Regions from separate parts of the Mus musculus genome. Here region 1 is linked to region 2. Evidence: chromatin contacts called from public HiChIP or PLAC-seq data. All regions are on one chromosome and are shown on one strand. Each heading gives the region's core, a stretch centred on a gene start, on an enhancer-like site or on the middle of the called end of the contact. The rest is flanking DNA. Distances are from core to core; before and after follow the strand shown. Region 1 has its middle 79 kb from the start of Gm46220. Region 2 has its middle 25 kb from the start of Marcks.

The links. HiChIP or PLAC-seq counts read pairs in DNA pulled down with a chosen protein or histone mark.
Region 1: an H3K27ac HiChIP or PLAC-seq map of microglia shows a contact between it and region 2, with 6 times the contacts expected there. The contact joins two enhancer-like sites. A contact is called at or near these places in 1 of 115 datasets of contacts at active chromatin or transcription factors (microglia) and 1 of 9 other capture datasets (embryonic stem cells).

The regions. Positions count from the first base shown.
Region 1 is chr10:37,977,720-37,982,641 of GRCm38.p6, reverse strand. No RefSeq gene overlaps it. Among named protein-coding and RNA genes, the nearest start is that of Gm46220, 79 kb to the left of the region's middle. Within about 2 kb of position 3,496, at least 6 of the 459 cell types and tissues checked have an H3K27ac peak or open chromatin away from gene starts, as enhancers often do. A contact at or near this core is called in microglia, where this site is marked.
Region 2 is chr10:37,111,350-37,116,169 of GRCm38.p6, reverse strand. No RefSeq gene overlaps it. Among named protein-coding and RNA genes, the nearest start is that of Marcks, 25 kb to the left of the region's middle. Within about 2 kb of position 3,274, at least 10 of the 459 cell types and tissues checked have an H3K27ac peak or open chromatin away from gene starts, as enhancers often do. A contact at or near this core is called in microglia, where this site is marked.

The sequences.
Region 1 (4,922 bases), core at 2,247-4,746, 870 kb before region 2:
GTTTCATTCTAAGGATGCAGGGATGGTTTAATATACAGAAATCCATCAATATAATCCACTATATAAACAAACTCAAAGTCAAAAACCACATGATCATTTAATTAGATGCACAGAAAGCATTTGACAAAATCCAACACCCATTCCTCATAAAAGTCATGGAAAGATCAGGAATTCAAGGCCCATATCTAAACATGATAAAAGCAATCTACAGCAAACCAGTAGCCAACATCAAAGTAAATGGAGAGAAGCTCGAAGCATTCCCACTAAAATCAGGGACTAGACAAGGCTGCCCACTTTCTCCCTACCTATTCAACGTTGTACTTGAAGTCCTAGCCAGAGCAATTCAACAACAAAGGGACATTAAGAGGATACAAATTGGAAAGGAAGAAGTCAAAATATCACTTTTTGCAGATAATATGGTAGTATATATAAATGACCCTAAAAATTCCACCAGAGAACTCCTAAGCCTGATAAACAGCTTCAGTGAAGAGGCTGGATATAAAATTAACTCAAACAAGTCAATGGCCTTTCTGTATACAAAGGATAAACAAGCTAAGAAAGAAATTAGGGAAACAACACCCTTCACAATAGTCACAAATAATATAAAATATCATGGCATGACTCTAAGGAAGTAAAAGATCTGTATGATAAGAACTTCTAATCTCTGAAGAAAAAAATTAAAGAAGATCCCAGAAGATGGAAAGATCTCCCATGCTCATGGATTGGCAGGATCAATATAGTAAAAATGGCTGTCTTGCCAAAAGCAATCTACAGATTCAATGCAATCCCCATCAAAATTCCAACTCAATTCTTCAACGAATTAGAAAGAACAATCTGCAAATTCATCTGGAATAACAAAAAACCTAGGATAGCAAAAACTCTTCTCAAGGATAAAAGAATCTCTGGTGGAATCACCATGTCTGACCTAAAGCTGTACTACAGAGGAATTGTGATAAAAATTGCTTGGTACTGGTATAGTGACAGACAAGTAGACCAATGGAATAGAATTGAAGACCCAGAAATGAACCCACACACCTATGGTCACTGGATCTTTGACAAGTGAGCTAAAGCCATCCAGTGGGAAAAAAGACAGCATTTTCAACAAATGGTGCTGGCACAACTGGCGGTTAACATGTAGAAGAACCCGAATTGATCCATTCCTATTTTCTTGTACTAAGGTCAATTCGAAGTGGATCAAAGAATTCCAAATAAAACCAGAGACACTGAAACTTATAGAGGAGAAAGTGGGGAAAAGCCTCGAAGATATGGACACAGGGGAAGAAAAATCCTGAATAGAGCAGCAATGGCTTGTGCTCTAAGGTTGAGAATCGACAAATGGGACCTCATAAAATTGCAAAGCTTCTGTAAGACAAAAGACACTGTCAATAAGACAAAAGGCCACCAACAGATTAGGAAAGGATTTTTACCAATCTTAAATCAGATAGGAGACTAATATCCAATATATATAAAGAACTCAAGAAGGTGGACTCCAGAAAATCAAATAACCCAGTTAAAATATGGAGCTCAGAGCTAAACAAAGAATTCTCACCTGAGGAATACCAAATAGCTGAGAAGCACCTGAAAAAATGTTCAGCATCCTTAATGATCAGCGAAATGCAAATCAAAACAACCCTGAGATTCCACCTCACAGCAGTCAGAATGGCTAAGATCAAAATTTCAGGTGACAGCAGATGCTGGCAAGGATGTGGAGAAAGAGGAACACTCCTCCATTGCTGGTGGGATTGCAAGCTTGTACAACCACTCTGGAAATCAGTCTGACAGTTCCTCAGAATTTGGACATAGTAGTACCAGAGGATCCTGCAATACCTCTCCTTGGCATATATCCAGAAGATGCCCCAACTGGTAAGAAGGATACATTCTCCACTATGTTCATAGCAGCCTTATTTATAATAGCCAGAAGCTGGAAAGAACCCAGATGCTCCTCAACAGAGGAATGGATACAGAAAATGTGGTACATTTACACAATGGAGTACCACTCAGCTATTAAAAAGAATGAATTTATGAAATTCCCAGGCAAATGGTTGGACCTGGAGGGCATCATCCTGAGTGAGGTAACCCAATCACAAAGGAACTCGCACAATATGTACTCACTGATAAGTGGATATTAGCCCAGAAACTTAGGATACCCAAGATATAAGATACAACTTGCCAAACGCATGAAATTCAAGAAGAACGAAGACCAAAGTGTGGACACTTTACCCTTTCTTAGAATTGGGAACAAAACAACCATGGAAGGAGTTACAGAGACAAAGTTTGCAGCTGAGATAAAAGGATAGACCATCTAGAGACTGCCATATCCGGGGATCCATCACATAATCAGCCTCCAAACCATGACACCATTGCATACACTAGCAAGATTTTGCTGAAAGGACCCTGATAAAGCTGTCTCTTGTGAAGCTATGCCAGGGCCTAGCCAACACAGAAGTGGATGCTCACAGTCAGCTATTGGATGGATCACAGGGCCCCCAGTGGAGGAGCTAGAGAAAATATCCAAGGAGCTAAAGGGGTCTGCAAACCTATCGGTGGAACAACATTATGAACTAACCAGTACCCCCTGGCGCTCGTGTCTCTAGCTTCATATGTATCTGAAGATGGCCTAGTTAGCCATCAGTGGAAAGAGAGGCCCATTGGTCGTGCAAACTTTGTATGCCTCACTCAGTACAGGGGAAAGCCAGGGCCAAGAAGTGGGAGTGTGTGGGTAGGGAAGTGTGGGGGCAGGGGGGAGGTTATGGGTTTGTTTTGGGGGATAGCACTGGATATGTAAATGGAGAAAATACCTAGTATAAAAAATATAAAAAATAATGTTTGAGGCCTTCCTCTATTGCTATTTGTCTTATTTTTTGATATATGCTTCCTCAGCATTTCAGCAAGATTAGCTGGACAGCATGCCTGGCGTTTTATGTAGGCGATGAGGATCTGAATTTAGGTGGTCAGGTCTTGACAGCAAGCACTTTATTTTTGAGCCATTTTCACACCCCCAACATTTATTCCTGTATTGTCCTTCCTTACATAGTAACCTCTAGTGAACTGACACTAATAATTTTTCTTGTTAGTCTTCTATTCCAAGGAATAGTTATAGACAACAGCAAAGATAAGGCTTGTTTAGCTAATACTGCTCTCCATGATTTTAAGCATTAATATATTCTGTCACAGAAGCATAAGAACAGTGTTTCTCCCCCACGTTGAGTACAAATTCCTCACACCTGAAGAAAGATCACTTTCTTCACTGAGTGTCACCAAGTCCCTCTGTCCCTCTGTTCCTCTGTCTTTACCAGTGTTGACATCTGGCCAAATGAGGAAGCTGTTTTCCAGGATCCAGCTCTCTGTACTAGAATGTTGGAAGTTAACAGCTAACCGCATTCAGCATCACAGGGAGGGACTGTGATTTCTCAGCTGATACTAAAGTCAATATAAATTGAACTGCACGAGTTAGCAAACAGTAAGACACAGGAGGAGAACTCTTAAGAGTTCTCAAGATGTGGGGCAAAGGAAGAAACAGCTTGTCATTCAGGAAATGAAGCCCCAAGTGGAACAAGGTGCTTCCTCTTCTGCAATGCTGCCATTCACTTACTGGGAGCAGAAGTGAGGAAATAGAGTTTGAGTATCAATTTCTTTGAACAGAGGACAGAAAGCTTTGTCTTCTTGCTTTTATCCCATTCTTTCTGTTGTGAGCATTCTTCACTAATGACAGAGATGGCATTGAATTACTATTTAACTCTTCTAAGTACTTGCAATAGTTTGTGGGAAATTTATATCTTCTAAACAGTATGCTCACAAAATCAGCTGACACTAAACAGAAAATATGATTTTAACTGATTCTTTCTTCATTGAGAATTATGTTTGGTTCAAGTTGACTTAAACATGTCAGTGGTCAGTGATTTTGTAGGAACTTATGATCTGGTACATGGACATGAACATATACAAATGGCGAAAAACCAAACATAAAACAACAAAAAGTCACATAGCAAGAATGAACCCAAATAATCTCTCTGCATCTCTTTACCTATATTGATTTCATCATCAGTCCTCTGTATATACAGATATAGAAGATCTTCCAATTTCACAGTGGTATATTGCCACTTAACAATTAGCATTTGACATGAAACACAGGCATTACAAGTCTAACAAAGGACTTTTGTGGCAGTCTGAAACAATTAACCATTAGTACCAGAAAAAGGAAACCTAGGGCACAGAAGACTTTAATATCAAAACAAAACCACAGATGTAATTAAGAAGAATGCTGTAACTTTGCTAGTCAGAGATTATTATGAACTTAATTGTTCTACTTACTCCTCAAGATTCTACCATGATCTCAGAGTACGAATATTTAGAGGTAGGAATTTTAGAAGAGTATTAACGTCATTTGGTGAACTCTGCTTTCTCTCTCTCTCTCTCTCTCACACACACACACTCACACACACACACACACACACACACACACACACACACACACACACATACACACACACAAAATACATATACATATATATATATATACACATATGTATATATGTACATGTATAAATATATGACACAAACTTAGAGCAAATGGCAGGAGGTGGTACACGGAAAAAGTTGGAGAGTGGAAAGGAAAAGGTGTATTTTATTTCTAAAATTAAAATTAAAATAAGTACCAGAGCAGTTTATTTGGCTTTTGAGTTTGAGACTTTTTTCATAATTCTAGCTTTAAATAGTATTTACTCTGCTGACAACAAGATTAAAATATACTTTTAAAGACAAAGTGTACCTGACTTCTTCATTTTTTCCTCATTTTGCTCCAGTGTAAAACTAGTGTGTTCTAGTTGTTTTCTCCAACAGCCACAAGGAAACTGTCACACCCCTCATGAGGTTAGTGACTGCAGTAGTAAGACAATCATGCCTGGCTTGTTATAGGCTCTAGA
Region 2 (4,820 bases), core at 2,025-4,524:
TATCCTTCTATCCAGGACTACATAACAAAATTTTGTGTTAATAATTAATTAGTTAATTAATTAAAGGTTAATTCATTTAATTCTCACGAGGATTATATATGATGAAAACAAGTTGAATATATAAAAATACAATATAGCCTGTAAAGTTATTCTCATATCATTTGTATTTTGATGTCTTTTTCTTTAATATCAGGGAAATATAATTTGTTCAGGTTATAACAAACCACCAAAAATCTCAGTGGCCTAAACAGCAGGGTTTTTTTTTTATTATTAAAAATGTCAATGGTTTTATTTAAATATAACTAATATATACAGTTCAATAAGCATACCAGCAGGGATAGCTGTGAACCATCACCAAAGTCAATGTATGGTTTTGCCTATAATGTTCAGACTTCTGTAGATCACAGATCAGGACAGGCATAGAACTGACAATTTATCTGGGATACTTGATGCTCATGACCACAGCTGGAGTTCTTAGAATGGTTGAGGCTGCTGGCATGGCTAGTCAGAAGCCACATTATCTCGGTTCCTTTTCTTCTCTAAAAGGTATTTACTAAGCTGAGAAAATCCAAGGACTCTCCTTGACTTACACCTGGGTAGGATGACTGGAACAATGTAGACCTGATGAACAATCTCTGTATCCATAGGAGGTCCCAAAGAGACGTCTTATAATGCAGTAGCCTTCCTGCAGAGTGTTCAAGAGGCAAGTAGAAACTGTGATGAGCTATTGTTAGGGGAAAGCCTCAAAGATATTTGAACCTTGGTAGTGGTTTGATTGTGAGATGCTTTTCACAGGCTCACATGATTGCACACCAGGTTTCCCACTAGGTGTGTGTTGGAGGGTGTTTTGGAAGATCCTGGGGCCTGGCTGGTAGAACTGGGTCGCTGAGGTCCTGTTTTAAAAGCATCTTCCCTGGCTGCTCTGTTGCCATTCTCTCTGCTACCTAAGTTTGGCCACCATATAGTGTCACCACCTCTCTGGAGCCATAGTGCCAGGCACTCCCCATCAGAAACTATGGGCCGACAGAAACTCCCCAGGACAAGTTGTTTCTATCAAGGGATTTTGTCAAAGCAACAAGAAAAGTAATGAACACCTGCACCTTCCAAGCACAACACATTCACATACTCTATGTTTCTGGATGAAAAGAGGTCCCAATTTGGAACTATGCACAAACTATTTCTGCATATCCTAAGAGCATCAGAAGGAGACAGAAGTGCTTTCTGAATTCCCACAACCTCGCCTGTCTTCATTACCCTTTATGAACCAGTGCTCTTCAAACAACCTGAAGTTGCTACACTGTAATGTAGAAACATGCATATGCATTTAGATTCAAACACAAGTGACCAAAGCCGTAGTTTAAAACTTGTTTATTGGGGCTGGAGAGATGATTCAGCAGTTAAGAGCACTGACTGCTCTTTCAGAGGTTGTGAGTTCAATTCCCAGCAACTACAGGGTGGCTCACAACCATCTTTAGTGGGATCTGATGCCCTCTTCTGGCTCACTGGTATACATACACATAGAGCACTCATACATAAAATAGATAAATAGAGACTTGGTTATTATATAATATTGCAAGAGGAATGCTAGCACTTTAACCTTATGTACTATTAAGAAACCCACCCTGCTCTGCTCCCAACTCATTTGAGATACAATTGAGTCAACAAAATCATTAAAGATGGATGTGGAGTCTAGTGACCACTCTAGTAGATTCTAGGGCCTTATCCCACTGGGGACCTGATACTCTTTCCCTTGTAACAGTTCCATCTTTGTAGCTATTACATATTCATCATCAGTGTATATGTATGTGTCACCTTCATGCATGTGTGGATGTCAGAAGATAACTTTTGGGAGTCAGCTGTCCCCTCCTAGTGTGTGTGACCCAGATATTGAACTCAGCTCATCAAGCTTGGTGGCAGGTGTTCTTACCTCCTAAGTCATCTTGCTTGCCCAAGACTTTCATCTTTTTAAATTTGGAGAGCATAGTAATACTGAAAGTTTTACTTTTAACAAACCTTATTAGAGATAATTTCAAATATGCAGTTTCATGTTTTCTGATTAAACATAACCAGCTGTTAGTAGCACATTGAAGAGATGCCCTCATCCCATTGTGGAAAATAACTTTCCTTATATGTTCAGGGACTACGTGAAATGTATGAATGTAGCATAATATGTTCTTTTTTTTTTTAAGTTAGTAAAGTAAACCAAGTAAGTCTTTAGAGAGAACATCTTACTAGGGTCTTTTGAGAAGGGAAAGACAGTGTATAAAGCCTGCTTACACAGGAAAGACAGGTGTTGGGCTTATCTGAAAGGAATTAGACAAAATTATTAATGAATGAAAAAAAAATTAAAGGACATGATTGTTTGTCTTGGTCAGGGTTTCTGTTGCTACAACAAAACACCATGACCAAGAAGCAAGTTGGGAGGAAAGGGTTTGTTCAGCTTACACTTCCACACTGCTATTCCTCAATGAAGGAGGTCAGGACAGAAACTCAAACAGGGCAGGATCCTAGAGACAGGATCTGATGTCATGGAGGGGTTGCTTATTGGCTTGCTTCCCCTGAATTGATTAGCCTGCTTTCTTATGGACACCATTATCACCTGCCCAGGCAAGGCACCACCCACAATGGCCTGGGTCTTTCCCCATCAATCGCTAATTAAGAAAATGCCTTACAGCCAGATCTGATGGAGTCCTTTACTCAGTTATGGTTCCCTCCCTTCAGATAACTCTAGCTTGTCTGTGACCTTGACACAAGGCTAAGGGGTTGAGATTTTTGTTATAGGTATAAGGAAGAGCACTGATAGAGGCAGATATAGGGGAAGAGTCCAGTGTGAACATGACAGACAGGCTGAACTGATCCAGGTATGGAGAGAGGGGAAAGTAAGGGAGAGCCAGAAGCTGAAAGACCAAAAAAGACATGGGTAGCCAAAGCTGCCGGGTTATGTAGGGAGAAGAGCTGGGGGAGGGGCGCCCCAGCTGAGGAGGGCCTGGTAACCAGCATCCGCTTTCCTTCCTATGTTAAAAGTCACCTTAGCCATTGGTTTGAAACCTAACAATTGATGACTGTTTAGAGGATCTAATTTGTTTTTTTCCTCAGTGGAAGTGAGCCTGCCTTGGAAAGAGCCAGCCAGTGTCCCACCTACTTAAGTCTTAAGAGTCTCACTGTATGGCCATTGTTAAACATCAACTCTCTAACACAATGTATTAGTCAGGAAAATGTAAGGAGAAGCTAGACGCGATTCCTCTTTCACTAAAACTGTTAATCACTTGGAATAGGGAAGTTAGAAGAGTCCAGTGGTAAGGTTTGGACCTTCAGATAAATCTGACAGTGATTTACAGGAACCAGAAGTAGGCACTGAGAAACAAGAGTTTAAGGCAAAAGCATTCCTCACGAGAAGAGAAGCGCATTTCTTTCCTTACTCGGTTTTTACATACTAGTTTCTGGATGTATAAATCATATTAAACATAGATTCTGTAAGGCAATCATACCAGGTAATCAAATCTTGTCATTTGGATCAATTTATTTACAAAGTTACACTGTCTCTGGGGATCCTGTAAAAAGGGTGAAAAGCAATTAAAATGAGTTACTGTGGGAGAGGTTACCAGGGTTAAAGTCCAGGCCCACCCACTAACATTCCAGACATTTAGCAGAGGTCTGTATGTGCAAGGTAGCAAATTAGGGTTTGCCACTTGTGGTATTAAGTTAATTAATTAGCATCAGAGGAAAGAGAAGTCACAGATTAGACAGTAAGTACAGACAGCAAGAAAGGAACATAGAACTATTCCGAGGTTGCTGAGCCCGAAGTTCCAGAGTTTCAAATACGCTTGTTCAAAATGTAATGGCCTTGATTCTCACCAACATGCCTTCCAGATAATTTTAGGAAAGGGGGCTTAATTTGTGGAACTCAGTGAGGGAATACATGTTCTTCTGTGCCACAATCAGTACCTTATGGGTAGTGGCAGGGGTCTCTTACAGAAAGGCTTTTGCATTAGCTTTAGGATAAAGCCCTGCAAAAGACAAGTTTCCAGCCTGAACAGCACATGGATGCCAGAAGAGTCTTCTAATGGGTTATAAACATAAGTGAAAAACCACACAGATTAAAAACCAACATTATTATTATTATTATTATTATTATTATTATTATTACTAATATAGCAGTGGTGGTAGAAGAACCTGAGAGGAACTTCCAGCTATCAGAGGCTCCACCAAACAGGCTCTCATTATGTAGATGAAGCTGGCCTTGAATCCATACAGATCCTCCTACCTCTGGCCCTGTTTTCTAGGTACTGGTGGTAAAGGGGTTTATCATTGTCCTAGTTTGCTTTCTGTTGTGTAGATGTTAGGCCTGCCTCCCAGTCCCATGCTTCCAGAAATAAGACTTAGACTCAAAATACATTTACAAATAACTTGGTCATATAGCTAGATTCTTCTCTGTCTAAAATCATAACTTAAGATAACCCATTTCTTTTCATCTACATTTTGCCACGTGTCTGGTTTCCTGTGCTCGTCAGTATCCTCACATCTTCCTGGGTGGACTTTCTCCAGCCTGGCTGTCTCCCAGAACTCTTTCTCCTCCCAGATGTCCCACTTTCTATTTCTTGCCTAAGCCTTAGGCTTTTTAATTGACAGTTGATGCATTCATACAATATACAAGATATTTTCTCTACACTGTTGCTGTGATAAAACCCCATGGCCAAAAGCAACTGGGGAGTTAAAAGTTTATTTCATTGTATAACTCCTGACCACCGTCCATCATTGAGAGAAACTGAGGCAGGAACTGAAGTAGAATTCATGGAGAACCACTGCTTACTGACTTGCTT